Regions from separate parts of the Mus musculus genome. Here region 1 is linked to region 2. Evidence: chromatin contacts called from public HiChIP or PLAC-seq data. All regions are on one chromosome and are shown on one strand. Each heading gives the region's core, a stretch centred on a gene start, on an enhancer-like site or on the middle of the called end of the contact. The rest is flanking DNA. Distances are from core to core; before and after follow the strand shown. Region 1 holds the start of Maged1 (melanoma antigen, family D, 1). Region 2 holds the start of Gm24595 (a small nuclear RNA gene).

Region 1 (6,600 bases), core at 1,223-3,722, 82 kb after region 2:
TGTTCTCTCTAGAGAGTGAGGTACATCTTCAAGATCTAATTGATTCTGTGTGAGCCTGCCTAGCTTAAGACATGGTGTTTAATGTCAAAATGTAAGATGGCCTACACACATATTGCCTGTGTCCTTGTATCAACTCATCATCAGCCTGTGGACAACCTGGGCTCAGGAATAATAGTTACCTTAGCACCCCCTACAACTGTGCCAAAATACAGATAAATCCATGCCCTTTATTGTGTTTGGAGCCAAGGAAATTGGAAGAAAGGAGAGAGCCCAAAGCAAAGGGAAGCTAGCTGGGATCTCACCTTGCGGGTCCTCTTGCCCCGAATTATAGTCCGGGACTCCACGTTCTGAGTCTGGGAGCCATCTGCTGATGTCTGGGCTGCTGCACCATCAGCTTCAGAGATACCTGCGCTGGTCCCTACGTCAGCCATTTTGGCCTGATTTACATTCTGGGTCTGGGCATCAGCTCCAGGGACCTTAGTAGTGTCATTCCAAGCCTTAGCTGTCTTAGGCTGGTTGTTGGTCATCTCATTGGCACTGGGAGACTGAGGGAAATTGTAGGTGGTACCGGGGCCAGCCTTAGTGCTATTCTGACCCTTAAAGGCCATTTCAGACTTTTTAGCTGATTTGCCTGTGGGTGCTGCCTGGGAAAAGTCAGAGGCAGCATGTGGACCTTTAGGGGTGCCATTCTGTGACTTAAAGGCCGCCTTAGACTGATTCTTGGGCATCTCCTTGGCATTACGTGCCTGAGAGTAATCATTTGGCCCCTTTGTGGTGGCATTCTGGGCCTTAAAGCCTGTCTTAGGCCTGGCAGCAGCTGCTGAAACCTCAGTATCAGCCTTCTCATTGGCAGTTGGGGGCTGTGAACTCTGGGGACTAGCATTTGGCCCACTGGCAGCTGCTGTGGCCTGGCTGGTGGGCGGAGCCTCGGAGATCTGGATGGCTTCCATCAAGGTCTGCACAAGCAAGGCGCTGTCTTCAACAGAGGCCTCAGCCTGCAAACACAGGAGGGGCAACATTTCAATCTCTGAGCCTTACATGGCAGACCAGAGGAGGGGGGGGGCGCGGCGCAACGCAGCAGGGGAGCTGTAGACAGGCGTCACAGTACTCAGACGTGGGGGCAGAGGCGGGTCAAAGGGAGGCGGGGCGCGAACAAAATTTAATTAAGGGTAGAGGGGGCAGGGCAAGGTGAGGGACAGTCTGTGGCAGCAGGGGCTGGTGCGGAATGTGGTGCAAGCTCTGAGCCCCAAATGGGTTTAGAGACGGACTGGTTAGGCTTGAGGTGGGGAGCTCAAGACCCGAGGAGGGAGGAATCAAGGAGGATAAGCCGAGAGGGTGGAGGGGGAGTCTCGCGGCGTGGAGAAAGGGAGGGTGGAGGCGAGAGGTTGGGGGATGGGGCGACAGACTGCTCTACACGCGTCAGGGTTATGGAAAAAAAATGGTTCCTTACCCAACCCGCATTCTCTGGGCAGAATGCCCTGACTAACAGGGTCTCCCCTTTCTCTAAGCAGGGACCGATGGCTGAAAAGGGCCGCCCCTCCCCCCCATTCGATAAACGCTAGAAATCTGAGAGCCCGCGGTGTCTAGGCCGGAAGAAGGGCAAAATCAGATCCTGCCATTCGCGCGACCTAAGGGGCCGGGGGTGGGCGTAAACTGTCAGCAGGGGAAAAATGGGGGAATTGGGAGCGGGGTCCTCACCTGGAAGCCGCGGAGGCCTGCACCGCCGTCCGGTTTCTGAGCCATAGCTCTCGTCTCCCTGGCAAGAGCAGAGCCTAAGGGGGGGGGTGTGGGAGAGAGGAGCTGGGCATTACACTACAGAAGGAAAAGACATAGGACCGAATTCTGTGTGCGTGTGTGCTTTGATTCTGGGGGCGGGTGAGGTGCCGAGTCCGGGGGGAGAACCAGGCCTAAGCGGAGCGGGAAAAGTAACCGGTCGTCCCGCTAGACCATCTCCAATCTCAGACGCGGCCAGGGAAAAGCTTCAGCGCTGCCGTTTTGGAGTCAGAGAGGAGCTGTGGATGCGGTAGTTTACGGGGGCGGGGAGGGAGGGCGGCGAGCGGGGAGACACGGGCGTCCGAAAAGTTGAATTAAGGTTCTGAATTCAGAGGAACCATCTAACGGGATCAAGGTCGGGAAATAGGATTCGGGGAGGGAACTGGAGAAAAGATTCAGGGGGACGGACGGAGTTTCAAATTAGAAAAGGGTCGGGAGCAGGGTCTGAATCCGGGAGCAGGCAGAGCAGGGGGCTTCCGAATCCAGGGTGAAGGGACTGGGAGAAAAGAATGGCGGAAGGACGCCGCGCCAGGGGGGCAGATGCCCCGTCTGGGGGCGAACCTCACCTTGCCTCAGGGCCGAACCCCAATCCCTTCGCTGTTTCCTTCTTCGCGACTCAAGAGGATCGGGAATGGCTCTGTCCGGCTCTCGGCACCCGCACTCTCTCCGCGTCCAGGAGAAAATGCCAGCGCGGCAGCTCGGGCGACCCCGCCTCTCCGCCTAATATACCACCCACCGCCTCTGGACGCGCCGCGCATGCGCAGCAGATCACTGTCCAAATAAGAGTCCCGCTTGCTTTCCCAACAAAAGCTTCATCCCAGAGCCATTGTTGCGCATGTGCACTTGGAGGAGAGCCCGCCTCCTTGCCAGCACACTATCCCACCGCCAACCAGGTTGACAGTGGACAAAGGTTCCTCCTCCCCTTCTCCTTACGCATCCACTCCTTCAACAGATGCGCAGCGCCTTTCGGTCCCACCCCCTGGCCCGACACACCAGCCCCCTACCTTTCTCCGCAATGCGTCTATGCTCAGTCCCGCCCTTTTTCCCGAACTCTCTCTAGCCAGGTCCGCAGCTCCCGCCCACCCCCGTGTGCAGAGCCCCGTAGGTAGGCCCCCCGCGGGGGTCTCTTATTTCGAAACATGCTAGGCCTCTGCTGAGTTCACCCACTCTACGACGCAGAAACCTTAAAGGCCAGAAAAAAAAAAAAAACCATTGCAGAGATACCGGAGCAAGGGTCGCCCGGGGGGGGGGGGGATCTATAGGTTTCCTCTCACTGGACTCAGAAAATGAGCTTTTTCTCTCGCCCTTTTGGCAGTTTTTGCCCATCGAAACCCTTTTTGAGGGCTGGGTTAGAGAGGTGAGGGAAAGGCGTTGGGCTGTGGGGTCTGCCCTGGGGCTTGTTTTTCTTGCAGGCTGTTTTAGGGAGATGGATGGAGTGCAACATTCTCATTTAACACACCAGGTAGCTAATGCAGAAGCCCGGGGCATTGAGCTGGTACCACACAGAAAGGCCAGAACCTGCCCCAGCACCGCTGCGCAGGCTGGTAATCCCAGCACTCTGGGGACTCAGGGAAAGCCCTGAGTTCCAGGCCAGCTGTGCAACTCTGAGACTTGATCTAAAAGACAAACAAAACCATCCATGAGGGGCCTGGATTTTCCTGAGTGTAAAATCTAGTCTGAGAACAGGGGCACTCCTTCAACCTCTATTGGAATAACAAGCTGTCCTCTCCCCAATATTTGTTCCATGGGAATAAGGCTTGTGTTCTAGGAGGCCTGGCATGTGTGGGGACCCTTTAGGTTCGTTCTGTGCTCCTCTTAGTAGGCAGTCTCCAGGAGCGAGACCGCAGGCTTTCTTGGTGACTGCTGGAGCGGCCAGAGCATTCAGGTGTGTCTGCCTTGTTCTTGCAGAATGAAGCTGGCCTTGGCTTTAGAATTCCGGGAGGAGTGTCTGCCCTATCTGTCCCTCGCTGTGTGAGTCCCCTGAGATATAGTCACTACACTTTAGTGGACTTCTCTGAGCCTGGTTTACTCACTACTATCCAAAACAGGAATCCCGCAAAGAGGGTCGTGCCCAAGGACACACAGCCAGCTGTGCTTCCAGGACAGCTGGGGAAACAAACGCAGAAAGATGGCATACAGATGCGAAATGACTCAATCCAAACCCATCCGTTTCCCAAGTCCCGGGCAGACCTTAGCGCGTTTCCCATTTATTGTGGCGTCAGCTCCTGTGAGGAGCCTGCATAGGAAAGAAGGCTAATGCTAGGAAGGACTGCAGCATTTTGTCCCCAAGGGCCAACATCAATTCTGCCAGGCTGGATGACTTCCCTCATCTGTTGCATAGCAACCTCCCCTGTCAGCTGCCTGTTTTTCCTCAGCACTTCCTCTGTAAAGTGTCTGCAGTGGGACGTGATCAGACTCAGGAAAGGAGGTCTGAGGTGCCATTTTATATTTTCTCTGCTTCCACGTCTGTATCTTCAGTCATGATCCAGCCTGTACCTTATGGACTTGCACCCTGCTGTCCCCTCCCTTCTCCAGGTGGATATCTCTTGATATTCTCAAAATTATTATTTCAAAATTTATTCATATATATATGAATATATATGTATGTATATATTCATATATATATGAATATATATGTATGTATATCCTCACCACTGTTTCCTTTAGTTTTGTTCTTTTTGTCACATGAGATTGGGAGTTTCTTTAGGGATATGGATATGGAAGTTTGCCCAATTTACTCGTTGTTGTACCTTCAGCACGAAGAACAATGCCTACCTAATACGTTTTATATTCTCAATAAAGATTGTTTGATAAATGAATGAATCACACAATCTACCCCATTGCTAAAGCTAGAAGCCTGAGAGGAAATTTTTTTTTTTGCCCGATAAATTCACGTATTATTTTTTTGTCATATACAGAGACATAATTCATTATGGCAACAGTTTATATTCATCATTGGGGATTGAAATATCTAAATGCTATCAAAGTTAAGTAATCAGTTTTGAATCCTCACCACCCTGAGCCAGTGGCTAAGGCTTTTCTGCTACCTTTCATATAGCATTTTTAAGCTCAGGCACAGAGCTTCTTACGTCAATAAGATAATAATGCACGTGGAAATATTTTAAATGGCACTCTTTTGCCTAATACTCCACATTCTTCTTTCAGGTCTCTCAGATGTGCATTGTTAGCATGATGTTTAAATCCCTGCTTGATCAAAGAGTCGTGTTTTTATCATTGGACAAGAACCAGGAGCATACGCATTTTTGCATGTTTTTATCTTATCAGAAAAATCTTTCTCTGCGTCATTCTTTTAAATGTTTAACGTTCTTTTTTGTGTCTGTTCATGTTGTAACAGGGATCCTGGTGTTAGCTGAGTTCATTTTGGGGGAAAAGGCAAAGGACTGAGTGAGCAGAAAAGACAAAAGGACTGGAATGCGGGGGGGGGGGGTGGGGGTGGGGGTGGGAAGCTTTCCAGAAGCTAAAAGGCTCTCAGGCTCTTTCCTTGGAGCTGGGAGGGGACACTGGGAGGTGAGAGTCTGAGGGGTGGGACATGAGTCTAGATGGGGTGGGACATGAGTCTAGATAGGCTGCTTTGTTGTTGTTTTAAATTAAAACCCCTGAGTCCTTCTATTTTTCTTAGTTCTTATCCAGATGTTTGTCCCTGAGCAGGCCTGTCTTTCTAACTTCCCCTCAAAGTGTATGTGGGTTTGTTTCTCTGTGTGTATGCTACATATGTGCTGGCTTTTGGATGCCAGAAGAGAGTTGTAGTCCCTGGAACTGGAGTTACAGAGGTGGTTGTGTGCCACCTGGTGTGGGTGCTGGGAACTGAACTGACTAAAACGGTTTGGCCATCTCTAGCCCCTAATTTTTATTTTTACATTTTTTTGTGTGTAAACAGATATCCATTTCTTTGAGTTAAATGTACAACAGTGCAATTTCTGGGCTTATAGTAAGTGTGTGTTAGCTTTACAAGAAGTTACAGATCTTTTCTAGAGTGGCTCAACCATTTTACATCCCATTAACCACATATAAGTGGTTCAATTTCTACAAATCTTGGGTGACATTTGTAGTCAGAATTTTTAGCAATAGTGTGTAGGAATAGCTCACCGTGCTTTTAATGTGCATTTACTTGGTGGTTAACTGAATATATTTATGTATGATAATTTCACACCCGTATCTCCTTTTTAGTAAAATGTCTCTGTATACGTTTGATCCATCTTCTATTTGGGTTGTCTTACTGCTTTTGCTAGCGATGTTGGACCTTGGTAAGATCACTGCCGCACAAGCAGGAGGATCTGAGTTCAAATTCCTAACACACATGGAAGAAGCTCATTAGAGCTTTGCACACCCACTGTGGGGGTGGAGACAGGAGGATTGCCGGATTTTTCTGTCTGGTAGTGAAAGACTGCCTGAGAATAAAACAGAAGCACTTGCCATCCTCCTTTGGCTTCTGTGAGTGCATGGGTGTGTACCTCCACACACCCATGCATGTATGTACCACATACATTTGCCATACTTACACTCACACACACATGGATGTATACAGATTAACAAAGAGAATAAGTCAATTAGTTTAAACCTTGAATATTGACTTTTTCTAGTTTATTCATGAGTCTGTTGTCAGATATGTGGTTTGCAAGTTTTCCCAGTTTATGGCTTATCTTACTCTTACTTAAAACATTTATTTTTATATGTATGTATGTATGTATGCATGAAGGTGCCCATGGATGTTGGAAGAGGATGTTGGCTCCCTTGAAGCTGTAGTCACAGATGGTTCACATGGGTGCTGCACACTAACCCCGATTGCTCTGGAAGAGCAGCAAGCAC
Region 2 (6,809 bases), core at 3,906-6,405:
CTATTTTTGAATACACTGGTGATACTTGCCCCAAAATACAAAAGGAATTCTGGCCCCTAGCATCACAGAAACCTCAATCCCCATCCCAGGACAGTAGCTCTACCTGGATATTGTCCCAGCTCTACTATCCCATAAAAGCTTCATTCCCAATATCCATCTGGGACCTATGAGGCCCATGTCCATGAGGACATGGACCTCTGAAAGCTAAGGACCAAGCAGAAGCTCTGCTATACCTGGACAATGAATCTCGGCATCCCCATCTTGCTGGTTCATGGCAGGTTCAAAGACTGCAGAGGAACTCATACTTGGGTCTGGTACTACTGTGGATCTGCTGGTATTCCGGGTATATTGGAGTGAGAAAGAAAATATCCTTTTCTTCTAGCCAGCCAGCCCTGTTGCTGACCCAATGAGTTTCAGGGGAACCCTCTCCTTCCCCAGTGCCGTGACTCAGCTTGCAGAAAGGGGTCTGCATGCCTCTCCAGACCCTGACTCACTTCCCAACACCCCAGCTTCCAAGAGTAAGGCTTCACAGCCTTATGCCAGTTGTCCTACTCAGAATCTGTTTAGAATATTGGGTCAAAGCAAAACCAGAAATGTGCTCCAGATTTCTGTTGGACATGTTGTAAACAGAGAAGTTGATTTTTAATCCCTTTGCTCTGAGAACGCCCTGGTGCAAGTGTCCTGGCCAAGCCATACAGTCAATGAGAAGAGAAGAAGAAAGCAGCACTCTTAAATTCCTGGACTTCTGTTTGTGTGCACTAACACTGCCACTGTGTGCCTTTGCTCATGGAGGCATGTACACAGACGAGCTTGTGTCTGCACTTGCATATTCTCTAAGGACCAGAGAAAGGGTGTGCCCTGACTTTTTTCACTGTCAAATGTGCCTTCTGATCTCAGTGTCGAGGTCTCCTCAGATGTAAGATTGGGGAGTTTTGTGTGTGTCTTCAGGGAAAGTGCTCAGTGCCATCCTATCCCTGTATGGTGTTCTCTGCCTGTGCTCCCTTTCCCCCAAGACCTCCCCTGAATTTCCTCTTCCTACATGCCAGCTACATTAAAATGGCCCCCATAGGCTCATAGAGAGAGACACTATTAGGAGGTGTGGCTTTGTTGTAGTAGGTGTGACCTTGTTGGAGTAAGTGTGTCACTGGGGTGTGGGCTTTGAGGTCTCAGATGCTCAAGCCAGCCCTAGTGTCACTCTTCACACTTGTGGATCCAGATTTAGAATTCTCAGTTACTTCTCCAGTACCATGTCTGCCTGCATGCCACCAGGTTTCCTTCCATGATAATGGGCTAAACCTCTGAAAATGTAAGCCAGTCCCAATCAAATGTTTTTCTTCATAAGAGTCCCTGTGGTCATAGTGTCTCTTCACAGCAAACCCTAAGTAAAACACCAGAAAAAAAACCACCAAAAAACAAAACAAAAACAAAAACAAAAACAAAACAAAACAAAACAAAAAAACCCACCAGCGTATCTGACCACCAGGTATGTCCATATCAGAGACCAGAGTTCTATTTTGCACGTCAGCCTTCTGACTTCAAGTAACCCTTATGACTCATAAAGTCATCAGTGACCTTTTTTTTTTTTTTCGGATCACAAAGAAATGTGTGCTTCATTCTGAGGGCAAGCAAAGACTTCCATGAGTTGTGGTAGTGGTAGTGAAAGACATGTGCAAGAGCACTCTGGTATGAGATAGCTCAACAAGAGGGCACACCAGATGAGCACTAGCCCCAGACACCCGACAGACAGGACAGACACTGCCATCAATTCTCACTGTCTGAGATCTCAGCTGGAGACAGTGAGCTCTAAAGGGGCTGGGAGTTCCAAAAAGCTACCTAGCTGTGATGAAACCCATCTGCTGCCTTCCTAGCTCAGGGTACCACAGTCCCGTGTCAGGCTATTCCAATCCTGGAACTTCTTCTGCTGGAGGAGAGAACTGAAGCCTAGGAGCTAAGGAAGCAGTCATAACTGGGGCACTGCCCCATCTTGTGGACTACTTCCCTGAGGACAGCTGCAAAGCAAGTTGGGGCACAAGGGGTTGACACACATGGATGACAGCACACAATGAGCAAAACCCCATTGGCAGGATGAGGGCTCACCTTCACGACCTCAGCTGTCACTCAGGAAACGGATGCCCAAAGTCACCACGATGCAACTCAGCTGGGGAGTGTTCTTGGTCCTCACAAGGAGGAACAGTGGAGAAGTCCTCTTAACCTGTCCCAGAGAATTCATAGCCCCACAACCTGAGACTCAGTTGCCTCATCCCTAACATGGGGTACTGATCCTTTGCTGAGTTCTGCATAGTGTGAAGTAAGGCAGGGAACAGGGCTGGGAGAAGAAGCTTTGCAAGGGTGTACAAATACAGATGAGGAGTTTGCTGGTCCTGTCTGCCTCAAGATCTACATGCAAGAGCATCTCCTTGGAGAACCAGTCTGTCAATCCCAAACCAGGCAGGCAGCAGCAAGAGGCATACTGCTTTTCACCCAAGCTATGTGTATAAGTGTGCACTTGTGTGGGTTCATGAATGTAAAATCCCCAAAGCAGACAGGCCTGGGCCCAGCATGCTACCTTTTTACCTGAAGTTACTGTGTGCTGTTCCTTGAGAGTGAGAGTCTTACTGGGTCCCTTGAGTCCTGTACTCCCGTTTACCTGAGAGAATCCACAAAGGGACAAGGCTGCAGCATTCTGTTTCCACTTCTCACCCCAGAAGGCAGCAGAAGAATCCCTAGTGTACCCAAGAATGGATATTTTCCCTTATCTATTTCTGTCAGGTGGATTCCAAAGTTCTACCTACAGAGAAACCAGTGAATACACACCCTGATCTGAGTAGTAACGCACAGTCAAGCCCAGCTAAGGAGATGTCTTAGCTCTCAGACAGGAGTTCACACCCGTGTGAGACTGCAAGGGAAAATGGGACAAGCAGAGACAATGAGTAGCATCTATCATAGGAGACAGAGAAACCCTCAGAGAGCAGGACAGAGAGACAACAGGGAGGACACATGTGTCCCTCTCTACTACTAGTATAATAGATGCTCAAGCAGTGATGGGCTAGAGGCAGCCTCTAGAGCAATTAGAATGGAAAGTTGGACTTGGTGTCCCAGAGCCTGCCCAAGGGCTCCTATAGCTTGGAGTTTTTCCCATCCCTCTGCTCAACACCCCCTCCCTGCTTTTCTAGAGTGTAGGTAGGTCTTGCCCTAAGTAAATGTTCACTGTATTCTCTGATGATATCCTTCAACATGTCTGCGGGATGCAGGGGTGCTTGGCAAATGTACCTTATCTGAGTAGGGGCCTCAGAGACTCAGCCCTTTGGTCATTCCAACTGAAGGCAGTCATTCTGAATTCTGCTCAGAGACCAGATGACCTACCATAGCATAAACAGTAGGTACATAAGCAAAAGGGTGCTCACATAGGCACAGTCTGCCTGCCTGAACACTTGGTGGGTACCTTCTTGGAGTTCTTGATCATCAAGGATTTCACCAACTTACTTGCCTGGAGTAGGAAGAGGAACACCAGAGAAAATCAAGGCATGGGTAACCACAGAGTTAGAGCCCATGAGGGAGGAGAGAAAAGAAACAGGAGGGGGGGATTTTTTTACCCTCTTTTGCATTAGGGTCATATTGCCCAGGGATGGACGCAACACTTGCTTCCAGATATCTGGGACTCATGGGCACTGGGGGGCCTAGGAGTCTGAAGTGTCTGTCATTGGCGATTCCATCCAGGTGGAGGCGACCATAGCGGGATCTCTTTCCTCTTCACTGTTCTCATATCCTTCATCCAGGTGCTTGAACTACACCAGAAATGGCAGACACAGACAGGGCTTCCTGACACTCTCTATGCAAGAGTGCCTCATATACATCTTACCCATGTCGGCTCTTGGCAGCAAGAGAAGTACAAGAAGTGGCTGGTACATTCTTCAACCAGACCAGAGAATAGGAACTACGAGGAGTCACCAAAAGATGCTAAAGAATGTGTATGGTGGAAAAACATGGACATACAGGGAGGGGGTGGGGGAAGGGAGAGGGGAGAAGAGGGGAGAGGAGGGGAGGGGAATGGATAGGAAAGGAAGAAAGGAGAGAGAGGGGGGGAGAGAGAGGGAGGGAGAGAGAGGGAGAGGGAGAGGGAGGGAGAGGGAGAGGGAGAGGGAGAGGGAGAGGGAGAGGGAGAGGGAGAGGGAGAGGGAGAGGGAGAGGGAGAGGGAGAGGGAGAGGGAGAGGGAGAGAGAGAGAGAAAGGGTAGGAGTCAAGACACTGCAAATGACAGAGAGGTCTCAGCTCCTTGGTTCTCTTGCCTTTCATCCTGAGCCAGAGCTCAGCACTGTGTTGGGTAACAGTGGCTGCCTTCAGGCTCTAGGATGTTTGTGAGTACTCTGTCTTTGGCAGCAACTATGGCCACAACATTCTGGGGCTCTACCTGTCCTGTTTGAACCAGAGCCTCCCCAGTCTTGATGGTCTTGCCACTTCCCTGGCAGGGGATGTCTGGGACAGCGTAGAAACACCACTGAGGCTCTCTGGTGTGGCCTCTTGGGCCTTAGCATATCTCAGGGAGCACGAAAAGGCCATTCCACTGACACTTGGTGGCTTATGCCTTTAATCCCAGCACTCGGGAGGCAGAGGCAGGCGGATTTCTAAGTTCGAGGCCAGCCTGGTCTATACAGAGAAACCCTGTCTCAAAATAAAAAGAATATATATATATATATATATATATATATATATATATATATATATATATATATATATATATTCTGGTCCAGGAAGACTGTCTGAGGCTGGATAGCACCCACCTCTCTGGCTTCTGGAGCCTGAGAGAAATCATAGGCCCTACTTGGCCCCTTGATAGCAACCTCCTGGACTAGAGATGGTCTGGGATGATGAAGTTGTTCCTGGAATTCTAGGAGCAGCCATATTACTGTCCACTAACCCCTGGGAGATCTATGAAAAGACAAATGTTATCTTAGGGGTATCCCCACCCCGAGGAGGGGTGTGTGTCATAGGCTGATGACTCCTGGGGCCTACTGTGGAGTCATCAGATGGTTGGTAACCATCCAACTGAAGGACATAAAAGCAGCAGCTGCAGCAGCTCGTGCAGCTGGGCTAGAGGCAGAGGCTATATTGGCAGCATAGGCTTGGGTCTCCCCATCACAGGCCAGGGTTTCAGGATCCAGCTGGAGTGCCTCCATCAGTGTCTGGGCCAGCACAGGGTTTTCCTGTTCTCGGGGCTCATTCTGCAAGGCCAGAAGCCAGGAAAAGGGGAGGGGGGAGGGCCGGGCATCATGCTCTCTGGGAAACACAGTCTTTTTTTCCAGAAGCTAGTCTTGGACTCTAGGATGCTTGTGGCTTGTGCTAAGACAGCATCCTAGACCTTTCCCAGTAGGACCGGAAAACTTTGGGAAACCTATGCAAGCCTGTACCAATCTTGCCTTTCTTTCATCTGTGCCCCTCTAACATGGAAAAGGACCAGAATGATCAGGTGGGCAAGGATTGGGGCTCACTGAAAACATGTGAAGGCCTTTACCCAAGCTAACAAGGCTCTGAGAAGTTGGATGTCAAAGCTGTTAAAGGTGCCAAAGCCACCAAGAACACCAAATCCTTCATAGCTGTTGCTGCCTTCACTTTCTCCCTGACTTGGTCCCGAACTTCATCCTTGTCATCGGCATTGGAGTATTCTGGGTACACACTGGGGCTTGTCCTAGCCATACTGAGGGTTAGCCTAAAGATGAGAGGAGGAGGAAGGATGGGGTAAAAGCAGGATCTCTGCTGAGGTGAGGGAGGGTATAGGCGGGACAGGAGAGGTGGCTGTGTGTGAGGGGCTAGGCTGTCAGTGACAGAGACACGAAAGCAATCAGAGAAGACACATGATGAAAAGGAACTCTAGAGGGGCATTCTAGATGTCTAGACTTGATTAGTACTTGAGTTGGAGGAACCAGTCACAAGAGTCCCACATGGAATGCACCGAGAGAGGGCTGAGTTGAAGCTTGAATTTGAGAGACATGCTGGAAGACAACACAGAGATAGGGATACGATACAAAGACACACACAGAGGCACGTGCACACACAGTGGCTTAGTGTTCAGACAACGGGGGCAAAGGACAGCTTTGAAAAACACTGTCTCAAGGAGTCATTGCGGACAAAGCCAGGAGAGATGTGTGGAGCTGACAGAGGGGAGGGGTGGGAGGGAGGACTCAGCTGACTCCAGTCTTAACCAAGGTGGGACAGAAACACTAATCGGGTTTTGGACTGAGGATCCCTTAAAGGGAGCTTGTGTCCGAGATCTGGGACTTCAGGAAAGGGGCAAGCAGTCAGTTTCCCTGGAGTAATCGAAAAGAGATCGGGGCTACAGGTTGGCTACAGGGTTGGAAATGTGGACTCTGGTAGCAAAGGGCTTAGACATTATGCATGGATTTGATGCTCAGGTGGGAGAGCAGGCAGGAGATCCCATTTAGACTTATGTCTAATAGGGCTCTGCTTCAGAGTGATCTGACATTTTTTTTCTAATCCAGAGGATTTTGAGAGAGCACAGTGTGTCTGGACGTTCCCTTTCCTCTTCCCATGGAATGACAGACCGCCCACATCACAATATCTGTTCCAAAGGAGCAAGATTCATATTCCAGGAGACATAAGCTGAGGTTTTGCATCAAGGACTCAGACAAAGACCATCAGTCTCACCCCTGGCTAGTCCATGAGGTTCTATTCAGTGTGACACCGATACCTTCAGGGTCCAACTTGTGCTATCATTGGCAGGCCCTTCCCTATGGCTGACACCATTGGGATGTCCCCCATGAATTCCAAGCCCCTGCTGGACATGTCAAATGCAA

What was found. HiChIP or PLAC-seq counts read pairs in DNA pulled down with a chosen protein or histone mark.
Region 1: an H3K4me3 HiChIP or PLAC-seq map of neural progenitor cells shows a contact between it and region 2, with 7 times the contacts expected there. The contact joins the promoter of Maged1 here to the enhancer-like site in region 2. A contact is called at or near these places in 6 of 39 promoter capture datasets (the 3T3-L1 cell line, the HPC-7 cell line, embryonic stem cells and 2 more), 7 of 484 Hi-C or Micro-C datasets (cerebral cortex, cortical neurons, embryonic fibroblasts and 2 more), 19 of 115 datasets of contacts at active chromatin or transcription factors (the NIH/3T3 cell line, SST interneurons, VIP interneurons and 13 more) and 2 of 9 other capture datasets (adipose tissue and pancreatic islet).

Annotation. Positions count from the first base shown.
Region 1 is chrX:94,539,553-94,546,152 of GRCm38.p6, forward strand. It overlaps Maged1 (melanoma antigen, family D, 1), which reads right to left and starts at 2,473. Exons shown (of 13, transcript NM_019791.3): 1 at 2,340-2,473; 2 at 1,699-1,772; 3 at 303-995. The coding sequence starts at 1,743.
Region 2 is chrX:94,454,451-94,461,259 of GRCm38.p6, forward strand. Gm24595 (a small nuclear RNA gene) reads right to left here and starts at 669; the gene lies at 558-669. Within about 2 kb of position 5,156, at least 14 of the 459 cell types and tissues checked have an H3K27ac peak or open chromatin away from gene starts, as enhancers often do. A contact at or near this core is called in neural progenitor cells, neural stem cells and oligodendrocyte precursor cells, where this site is marked.